Linked DNA regions of Mus musculus: region 1 is linked to region 2. Evidence: chromatin contacts called from public HiChIP or PLAC-seq data. All regions are on one chromosome and are shown on one strand. Each heading gives the region's core, a stretch centred on a gene start, on an enhancer-like site or on the middle of the called end of the contact. The rest is flanking DNA. Distances are from core to core; before and after follow the strand shown.

What was found. HiChIP or PLAC-seq counts read pairs in DNA pulled down with a chosen protein or histone mark.
Region 1: a FOXA1 HiChIP or PLAC-seq map of pancreatic cancer cells shows a contact between it and region 2. The contact joins the enhancer-like site here to the promoter of Clca3b in region 2. A contact is called at or near these places in 20 of 39 promoter capture datasets (the 3T3-L1 cell line, 3T3-L1-derived adipocytes, the C10 cell line and 13 more), 1 of 484 Hi-C or Micro-C datasets (nephron progenitors), 1 of 115 datasets of contacts at active chromatin or transcription factors (pancreatic cancer cells) and 2 of 9 other capture datasets (adipose tissue and embryonic stem cells).

The regions. Positions count from the first base shown.
Region 1 is chr3:145,069,752-145,075,619 of GRCm38.p6, forward strand. Clca2 (chloride channel accessory 2) reads right to left here. Exons shown (of 14, transcript NM_178697.5): 13 at 2,386-2,616; 14 at 512-1,971. The coding sequence ends at 1,529. Among named protein-coding and RNA genes, the nearest start is that of Clca2, 26 kb to the right of the region's middle. Within about 2 kb of position 2,275, at least 17 of the 459 cell types and tissues checked have an H3K27ac peak or open chromatin away from gene starts, as enhancers often do. A contact at or near this core is called in pancreatic cancer cells, where this site is marked.
Region 2 is chr3:144,847,909-144,853,159 of GRCm38.p6, forward strand. Clca3b (chloride channel accessory 3B) reads right to left here and starts at 1,394. Exons shown (of 14, transcript NM_139148.2): 1 at 1,219-1,394. The coding sequence starts at 1,377. It also overlaps the pseudogene Gm16215.

The DNA.
Region 1 (5,868 bases), core at 1,025-3,524, 220 kb after region 2:
ACAGCTCTGTTACCCTCCAGCACAGAGCCTTGTATTCCACCCCATTCTCTGTCATTCAGTCTGTAAAATAAGAAAAGATATCAAGAACTTGAACCCTTACTTAGAGTCCCATCTCTGTATTTCACCAGCTCCAATTTAAAGCTGTGGGGAAGCGGAATCCTGGCTATCAGGTATATTGGCAACACAGGAAGAAGGAGTCAGCTCCATCTGGGACCTGAGCTGTAGAGGCCCCCAAGCTCCCAGCCCTTGGAGATGTAGGCACTGGGAAACCTGATGCCAATGGCAGACATGCACAGCTACAAGAATTCCAGGGAGGCAGCAGGGGCAGAGAGAATCCCTGGCTGCTTTTTCCTACTCTTTCAGATCTCTCACTGTGGCATCATGTCCTTTCTTTTTATTTTATTTAATTTTTTAAATGTTTTCCTTCCAGGTCCCACATTTCCCATGCACCATGTCCCCCAAATGTGACAAAATCATTCTCAATTGATCTTGGTTATAAAACCAAGCCTTCATCTGTAACATAATATTTATTCAATAAACCTTTAAGTTCTTGAATTTAGAAATGACATAATATTATTAAATAACATTTTTTAAAAGGAAGAAGTAGCATTAGATGATTTTTATTTCCACATTTTCTCTGCTGTCTTCTCTGTGTCCTTGATGAAGAAAAGAATTGCATGTACTTATTAAACCGGGGCAGAATTTGCTAATTGTTTCCATGACTTCTTATTTGAGATGGAATAAAACTATATGGTGTATATATTAAAATTATTTCAGCATAATGTCTTTTACCTGTAAAGCCTCATGGGAGCCGTAACCATTTTCATTCAATACTTCCAAGCCAATAACTTAGAAAGCTGCTTCAATGGCACTAACGTCTTACAAACAGTAAACTCCGGTGACCTCTGCTACAGATCAGTATCCAAGGGACAAGGACAACAATTGCATTCTAAGGTCTCCTCTCATGGTGAGAAAAGTCCTATCTGAACTTTAGTGGTGTCTTGTGAGCCACAGTGAATTTAACCAAAGGACAAGATATAAAGAACCCTGTAGTATGGCCTCTTCTATAAAGCAGCTTGGTTGTCAGTATAAACATGTGTCCTTCTCTGCACAGATAAGCAGAGATGAGAAATTCATCAAAGTAACATGTTTGCATCATACAGATAGTTACACTGTCTAACTAAGACCCAACATTCTTTTCTGTACCCAGAACTTCCCCCAACCTGAACTTCAATAAAACAAGCTTTTCTTGACTCGATTTGATTTTGTTCTTCCTTTGCCTTTCAAGCCATTACCTTGAGCAATATATTTTATTATTTTTCCATAACTGGAACCTTACACTGTTTTCTAACCCTTTCCCAAAATGAGTTAAAAGTTGGTGGGTTTTTTTTGGGGGGGGGGGGAGGGCATTTTTGCATTATGTAAAAGTCCCCATGTCGAGACTATTTTGATTTTGTTCACATTTTATTTTGTGGATGTAAAGGTCATGTCCATCCTACCTAAGAAGGAAGATACTGTGCCTGCTTGTTCATAGAAATTTTGTCTCATTCTCTTTTCTTGATGGTCTCTTTTTCCTGTTAAAAATACAGTGTGCTACAACCATAATAAGGCAAAGGATTGCTATCAAACCTACTGTTGTTAAAACTCCTTTCAGGATCAGATCATCTCTGCTCACTACAGGAGAAGAGTTTGGAGGAAGAGACATTGATACCAGGGCAATGTTTGACACAGCTGACCTGAGGGAGCTTCTATCCATGGCTCTCAGGGCCACATACACTATGTAGGGTTCTTGTGCATCTTCAGCAAGTTCATGATCAAGTTCATGGGTGACAAGCTTGGGTGAGAATGTAAATGTCTCCCTGGTGCCAGCATGCTGAGGAACTAGCTCTGACGAATTCACCAAGATGGCATTGTCAAAGTCATCCCGAATGTTCCATAGGCTTCTGCTCATTCTTATTTCATAGCTTGTAGCTGAAATTAAAAATACACACAGGAGCGTATGATCAATTTGTATAAGGTTTTTAGTTGGTGAAGATTAGTAATGAAAATAACCACAAAAGTCAAACTATCAAGGAATATACGTGTGAGAAATCACTGAATACCAAGTTGCAATGTAAAGACTCATGCTAAAATGTGAGCCAGGAGCACTTGATATTTTTTTGAAAGCAAGAATCAAAAAAATGATGTCATCCTCCCTATGAGTAATTGTGTAAAGTTCATGTTGTGTTATTGAGCTGTCTCTAGCTTTTGCTTTAACTAGTGAAGCTTTTTGTAATGTTGATATGGAAAACAATAAAAAATGACTACACACACACAGTGGGGGGGGGGGTGTTGGGAAGATACTGTCTGTGGAAAGGTACTTATGAAACAAATCAGCAAGCCTACTTTGCCCCTGATCGAAGTCTTCCCCAGGTGCCGTCCAAGAGAGGACGACGTCGTCTTCCACTTTCATGGCTTCCAGGTCAGTAATTTTGCACGGTGGAAACATGTCAGGGTGGGGGCCGTCTGGGACTCCCAGCACGGAGAAGGAGCCTCCCGAGCTCACTCGACTGAAGCCCCACCTCTCCTTCACAGGTCTGTGGCCCAAGTTTTTGGGAGCATTCATTTGAATATTATCTGGAGCACAAAGAGAAAGTCAAATAGCAAATTAAAAATTTCCTGAGCAGTCTTGCCAGATTGTTGAGACAGCATTAGAACTCGGAGTTTACTTAGTCAATAATGCGTTCATTCACCTGTTTATTCCCTCCACACATATTGGTTCATCGGGTCATATCACTGTGCTATGAATCAGACCAAAGTCCTCCCCCATGAGATTTTATGAGTCATGATGTAAGTGGCAGTCATATCAGTAAATAGATATTTATAAAGTGTGACTAATCCAGAATAATAAAGAGCAGGGTGCTCTTCAAGCTCCCACCATTCAGGGTGGTACTGAGGATATAACTTTCAAGTTTCCTTTGGGCTGAGATGGCCAGGTAAGACATGAAGGAAGAGATGTCCTAGGAAAAGAGAGCCGCTAGCATGAAAACTTCGGCTCAGAAAAGTTGCGTGTTAGAGAGACTAAGCTAAAAAGTGGGTGACTGTAGCTACAGCTCAGAAATAGAGTAGCACACTTGCCTGGAAGGCAGCGTGCCCTGGGTTTAATCTCCAGCACTACAAACAGAAAGCGGAACACCTTGAGATGAGACAGGAGAGCAGGTCATAACTGACCTCAGGGACCAGTGTAGATTTTAATCCCAGTGCTGTGAAGAACAGGAAGTGACAAAATTCATCATTTTGCTTTCTGATGGGTCCTTAGTAAATGGATCAAATGCCACTAAGCAGGAAGCCATTTAAAAAGAGCCATCCAGTAGTCACCTTGAGGGAAGATGGTGGCAGCCATCTGTGGTGACTTCAGGGGGAGGTAGGAAAGAATAGGTCAATGCATGATTCACAGACACAAGTTGGTAATAGATTTGAATATGAAATGGTGGAAGAAAGGCTCCTATAGCCCTGTGGTGGAAAGAGAACCAGTTGTGACAAGCTGTCCTCTGAGATCCACACACTTGCCTTAGCCTGTACACTCACAATAAAGAACAAATATTTTAAAAGTAGTTCCTAAAATAGTTTCTAATTGGTGCAGTTTGATAGAAGACAACCAAGGAGTCAGACCAAAAATTAGGTTATAAGGTTTATGATTCCCCTAAAATAGAATTAGTTAGATATGGATTTTAAGATTTAAAAGATTTAAACTAGATTTATTAATTTTTAAATTATGAATTTGAAGGTTGTGTGCATATAAATATGTGGGGCATTGGGCTGTGGTCAGACAAGCTGGTCTCCAGTTGAGCTGAGGTCTGAACCCCCAAAATGACAATAATTCACTTACATGGCACGGTAGGCGTTCCCTTATGCTCCTGGAACTCTGGCTTCTGCCTAAGTTACCGCCCCCCACAGCCTCCACAAGAGAAGCATGGCTAACCAAGCTTCTGACCTGCAGGCTAAACTCCTCCCCAGTTACCTAGCAACAATAAGATAAGACAGCATACTTTAAGAGGGGCTGTTAGGCCCCCACCTCGCTCTGTTACTTGTCTCCCTCTTACCCCTCACTCTCACCCTCTCTCCTCTCTCCTCTCTCTTTGTCTTCTCCTCTCCTCTCTCCTCTCACTCTCTCCCTCTTACTCTCTCTTTCCCTCTAGCCTTTTCTCTCTCTCTCTTTTCTACCTTCTCTCTTTCTCTCTGCCTTTCTATAATAAAGCTCTAAAACCATAGAGAGTCTCTGCTCATCAAGATCTGCTGCACTCACTCTCGCAGGTGTTGAGAACCTCTTCCCTCTCTCCTATAACCCCCCAGTGGCTTTAGCAAAGTAGCCTGGGGCTCCCAGGTAGGGCTGCCCCTTTCAACCCCCCCTCCGAAAGAGTGGGTCAGAGGCTTAGATGCCCACCTGGTGATGAGTGGAAGGTAGATAGCAGCCCTCCCATGCCTGACTGACCAGAGCACAGGTGGTACTCTGGCAGGGTATGGGTCTTCCCCTTCCCCCTCTTCCCCAGGGCCCCCTCTTTTGGTTCCTGACATAAATAGTATAAAAATCATGTGGATTAATGAAGCTATCTAGTGATGTTTTTCAACTATAATAAGTGATGTTTACTGGCTGCCTACTGTGGCCAGGTAATTTAAGTATCTTGCTATATCAAATATTTAATTCCCGTAGCAAGGCAATGAAGAGGATAAATTTTTTGCCATGCATTTATTGATGGTGAAACAGAGATGCAGAGCTAAGTAACTTGCTCCACGTTATACAGCAGTAAATGGGGGAGCTGGGCTTTAGGTACAGGAAGTATTGCTCCAGAAGGTACATGAGAGGACCAGAGAGGTGGGAGTGGCTCATCCAGGAAGCACATGCCTAATAGGCACAAATCTTTGGGTATCATTTCCAGCACCAAACAAACAAGCAAACAATCAAAAACAAAAATACTAAATCAAACCAAACAAATCAAAGAGGAGAGAGAGAGTTAGTCTTAAAGTTTTTCTATTTTTAGAAATAAAAATGATTAAAAATGGTCCTAGAGATTATTTTTAGAGATAGCACCATTCGTGAGATTTCTGTTTTGTTTTAGCTAATGCTTTTTAACAGGAACTAAAATTATGTTTTTCTATAAAGAGAATGTATGTCTCCTATTATTTGGCATTTTTATAGGAAGGGAAGCAGAACCTCAGCTCAGTGTCTGTAATAGCCAAGCTCATGTTTAGCCGGGAACTCATTTCCTTTTTGGATCACTGGGGCTGTTTGCATCACACTTTCCTCTTTTTGCTGCTGCCTAAATCTCTATAAAGGAAATATGGGACCAAATAAATTGTAAGGAACCTCTTTGTGTGTGAGTTATCACAAATAAATAACCACAAGACAGGATTCAAAATAAATTATTAAAAAAAAAGAGAGAGGATCAAACCATAGGAAATACCAACTTTCTGTTATTCTCTACCACAAATGATTAAGAGTTGAAGAAGCAATTAATAGTGGCTAGAGTATAATTATGTACGTAAGGGTGTGGTGGGGGCTTTTACTTGGGATGGAATCTTAGTGCATGCCAGGCAAATGTGCTACCTCTGAACAATAGCCACAAGCCTGAGTGTGGCTTGGAAAGTCATGTCTCTCTTGGTCCTCTCTCTTCTCCTCTCCACCTCTCCACCTCCACTTTCTCTCTCTCTCTCTCTCTCTCTCTCTCTCTCTCTCTCTCTCTCTCTCTCTCTCTCTCTCTCTCTCTCCTCCCTCCCTTCCTCCTTCTCCCTTTATCCCCTCCCAGTCCATCTCCATCTGCCTATTGCATACACACACATATCACCAACACATACATGAAATAGTATTATGCACACTTGCCGTGCTAATGG
Region 2 (5,251 bases), core at 144-2,643:
CGAGCTCTCTCCTGTGCTGTTAGAAGGAGCTGATCCAGACGCAGAAGCCAAACAGCATTAGGAGGAGCAGCAAGGAATCCAAAGCACCGGCAGCAGCAGAGAACGAGTGGAGATAATCCACGCTTTTCTGCACTAGAAAGCATCCCTGAATGCCCAAGGCACACTCAGCCTGTGCGGAGGACCGAGCGCAAGAAGCAGGGTTGCTGGAGACCAGAGCAGGAAGGCCATATGCTCAAAATGAAGAAGAAGGACACTTCGGCAAGTGGACTGGAGATGGCTTGGGTCAGGGCTCAGAGAATGGAGGGAAGCTAAGCTACTTGGATTTGTTCTTCATATGTTTGTTTTCACCTAGCGCATCCTGGGAGCTAATGTGTTGTGCACAGAGCGTCTCTCTTGAACGACAAAGACTTCTCACTTCCTGAATCTTTTATTCTTAAGGCCCCAGTTACATAACTTTGTGAGTTTAAAGTTTGGTGTATTGTTGCACTTGATATTAACTTTGTCTTTAATCAGCACACTATACTTAGAGAAGAGACAACTCGAAATAAGTATAGTAGACATTTCTAATTAACACCAAGTGTCGTAAAAGACCAAGTTTTACCAAGTGGTAAAAATAAAAATAAGAAAGGCTGATTAATTTCAGTTTAGTCATTAATTTTATGACTGTAAATCACTTAATTTCTTACTTACGTAAGAGTTAGAGTCCTTCTTAGTCAGATCTTGGTCCTGAGAGGATCTAAGAACTGAGTACATATTCCAGCACTATATGCTAAAATCTTTTATTATACTGGTAAAAGTAAAAGTAGAAACAAATCAATTTTAAAACGTGTAAGATTTCTTTAAGGTAAGCCAGGTAAGGGTTTTCGGTTTTCCTAAGTGGAGCTGGAGTGTGCATTTGCTCTATAGTTTGTAAACCACCATTACTAAGATAGAGTGTGGAAACTCCACTTGCTCTCAAGTCTATTACCTCACCTACTTAATAAATTATTAACAGCTTGACCATAGAATTTAATATATAATAAAGATATAAAGCTAAGCAGATTCCCATCTTGACTGAAGATAATACTGCAGACATGATGAAGACGGTCAAAGCGCCCCTTGGGAGGGTAAAACCATATGTGTGAGTGTGTAACTGTGTGTGTGAATGTGTAACTGTGTGTGTGAGTTTGGATGTGCAGGCAACAGAATTATTGACCTGACAATAAAACCCCTTCTTACCTTTATGCTTGGGATGAGCCTTTCGTCCTCCGGCACACTGGGGTTAATGGCAATGACCACACCCTCATATCCATTGCTGTTGAGATGCACCATGGAGCTCTCTGTGTTCTGCAGGAGATGCAGGGTGAGGAACAGAAGGACCTGCAGCCCTGGCACCATGGTCGCACTGCTCCAGTGAGAAGGAGCAGCACAGAAGGGCATTTATGTGTGTGCTTCGCTCGGGAATTTGAATCACGGCCAGAATATTTGCATATAGGTGTTGAGTGAAGTCCCCATATTTCTTGGTGACCTTCCTTATTGCTTTCATTCTAGAGACTTAACGGTTAAATGTTAGTGGGGATTAAGGTAAACACATCCATCGTTCTTTCTAAGGCACCAAGTATTTACTAAAGTGAGCTGTCCTTTCGGATTCTTTGTGAAGTCATCCTCATAGCTGTGGGTACTTGTCATTGTGACCGTCTTCATCACTGCCACCATCATCATAAGGATACAGCCCCACAGGGCTGATGTCAGGGTCTGTTTATAGGGCGAGGTTAGTAACCGATTAAAAAAAAAAGCAGGAAAGAGCAGATGAAAAGGCTGGTGTTAAAAAGCAAACAACGAACAGGGCTGGAGTGGGCATGGCAGAGATTTATGACTTTATGTTCCTTCTCAAGAGGGGACTGTTAGAAGCACAATGCTTCAAAACTGGCCTTGGATCACGTGGGACTTTCCTTTGTTATCTTTCATGATAGCTCCTAGTTTGTTTCAGCTTTCAAATGGCATTGAGTGTTCCATATCCTTTTGTAACTTGAGAACTTAATATTCTTCACCTGAGAGTTTGTTTTTTTTTTTTTTCATTGACTAAAGTGCTCTATAGCTTGAGTCGGTTGTACCGTGTCATCATGAGTGTGCTCGAAGCTGGCTGAATGTGAGCCCAACTCCTTCTTGTCCTGGTCACTTAAAAGTCACATATTTCTCTGTTAGGGTTGTATGACTTTATTTTTTTTAAGCTTTGTCTTTTGTAAAATATCTGAATTGTTATGAGATGTTGGAACTGCTAAATGAATTAATCCATGGAAAACTCTTCACACCAAGTGTCTGGAACTCCTAATAAAGAGACAGTAAATAGCGTGTGTTACATGTTATAGGCTATTTTGCTAATCAGACGAATCTGCCTGAGGCAGAGGGAGACCTGTGTTGTCAGAGTAATGACTGTAGCTTCTTGGAAAGCATTTATCTTTGACTGTTGGCATGATCTTACCCTTGCTAGTCCAGGCAAGATGGGGAAGCATCTTTAAAATTCTTCCTAAAGAAATATTTTTCTTTTCTTTGGATTTGCTTGAAGCACTGTTATACATATACATACTCAGAGCTGCTTTTGCTATTCTGGCATACATGACTTGTTTTTCTCTACTAGATTGTAAATTGGGTCAGAGGTGAGAGATTTTTGTTTCTTTCTGTCTCTCAGTCTCAATTTTCTTACCTGTAAAGTAAGAACAATAATACCTGTAAAAGGAGTTTTGTGAAGGTTAAGTAAACAATGTGTGAATCTGCCATTTAACTTAGTTAATGGTTTAGTGCCTGCCATTTCTCCCTTACACAGTAAGACCATGTTGCAAGCAAGCAAACAAGCAAAATGATAAAGAAAAAAAAAAGATCTGTGAAAGACATTATTGTCCTATTCTGTCACATAGTAGACCTCAACAAATTAATGTTTATTCCTTGATTTTCTTGTATTTTTCAATTCATGTGAAAAAAATTGAGTGCTTCATGTGCATCACCCAGTGCTCTGTGGTCAGGCACAGACATGAGAAAACTCTGGCGTTGTCTCCAAAGGATTCAGAGCCTTGTCACATGGGTTAGATTGGACAGATAAAGGATTTAAACACAAGTCAGAGGGAAAGATGCTGCTTAGCACAAGGAAGCCAAATGGGAATGACTTCTCTCAATGAAGGGAGTCACAAAAGCACTTGGGGTGGGTCATTCTTTCCAAAATGGAAGCATGAAGAAGCTAAGTCTCATAGATTACAATTCCAGAAAGGGGCATCTTTGATTTTTAATCTTGAGCCATTTGCCTCAAGGCTATAGTTTGAAAAAATATGGGACATAAGCTATTTTTTAAAGGATGACTAGAAAGGAACTCATCTTAAACTTATTTTGAGAGTTTACTTGTTTGTTTACTGTTTGTTCTAAACAGTAGTTGTCAGTAGAAGAATCAAGGGACTGTGGAATGCTACGCTTGACTTTGTACGGGACGGAAAAGCTTCTATTGTTATCTATTGTCGTCTATTGTCATCTATATGATGAAAGGCTCATCCTTAAAAACCTCAGTTTAGGATTCTTTCAGTACTTAATTACTCAGTTTTGAAAAACTCAAGGCAGAAAATATTCCCACGCCATTTTCAACTGGATTTGAAATCAAAGTGGAGAACAGTAGAGGTATTATTGTCAGAAAATTCTAGAACCATCATTTCTCTATGTCTTTAACTCGTCTTTATTAAAATGACTTCTATGGTTTCCTTCTGGCTCTTCCTTAAAGATTGGAAATGATTGAAAGGGTCTAAGTATTAGTAACAATAAACCAGGTTTTAAAAACTGTACCTCCCTCCCTCCCTCCCTCTCCCTCATTAATTCTTTTATGTGTCAAGGACTCCTATAGCCTAGGTTGATCTCTAACATGCTATATCCTAGGCTACCTTTCAGTTCCTGACACCCCTGGCTCTTCCCAAGGGGTGCAATTACAGGTGTGCACACCTGGCCCCTCTATCTTTCAAAGAGGCAATAAAAATGATTAAAAATCAACCACAGTCTTTTTTTTTTCGCTATTGATTTTATTTATTTATTTATTTTATTAGGTATTTATTTCAGTTACATTTCCAATGCTATCCCAAAAGTCCACCACATGCTCCCCCACCTACTCCCCCACCCTCCCACTCCCACTTCTTGGTCCTGGCGATCTCCTGTACTGAGGCAGATAAAGTTTGCACGACCAATGGGCCTCTCTTTCCAGTGATGGCCGACTAGGTCATCTTCTGATACATATGCAGCTAGAGACACAAGCTCCGGGGGGGTACTGGGTAGTTCATATTGTTGTTTCACCTATAGGGTTGCATATCCCTTTAGCTCCTTGGGTACTTTCTCTAGCTCCTCCATTGGGGGCCCTGTGATCCCTCCAATAGCTGACTGTGAGCATCCACTTCTGTGTTTGCTAGGCCCCAGCATAATCTCACAAGAGACAGCTATATCTGGGTCCTTTCAGCAAACTCTTGCTAGTGTATGCAATGGTGTCAGTGTTTGGAAGCTGATTATGGGATGGATCCCCGGATATGGCAGTCAGATGGTCCATCCTTTCATCTCAGCTCCAAACTTTATATGCCTCAGTACAGGGGAACGCCAGGGCCAAGAAGTGGGAGTGGGAGGGTGGGGGAGTGGGTGGGGGAGCGTGTGGGGGATTTTGGGATAACATTGGAAATGTAACTGAAACAAATACCTAAAAAAAAAAATAAATAAAATCAATAGCAAAAAAAAAAAAAAAAAAAAAAAAAAAAAAGAAAAGAAAAAAGAAAAAAACAGAAAAGGAAAAAAAATCAACTGCAGTCTTTGTAATCTGAGATCTGGTCTTTGTGACACAAGGTCACACAACATTGTAGAGTTATGGTCTTTGTCTTCTTCAAGTACTTATGATCTTGCATGGGGTCTTGGTCTCTGATAACTATTTTGATTACTTTTCTTTTCATCTTAATGTACAATTGAACTTTACTTCAATCATAAGGACATTCTACTTGATTGTTGAGCAATTGACTGCTGCGAATCTTATAGTCAACATTATCTGAAATCAATGCATTAACTTTTACATTCAGTGTCACATCACATAAGTTACCTGTAGCTATTTCAGGAAATATTTCAGGAAATATTTTGTTTAGACATCTTCAAATCTATATGACTCAAAAGAAAGTTGCCCCAACACAATTTCATTTTCTTATTCATTCATCTGCTATGGCACCTGGAATCCTACTTCTGAAGTTTCATCATAATATAATAATAATATAAT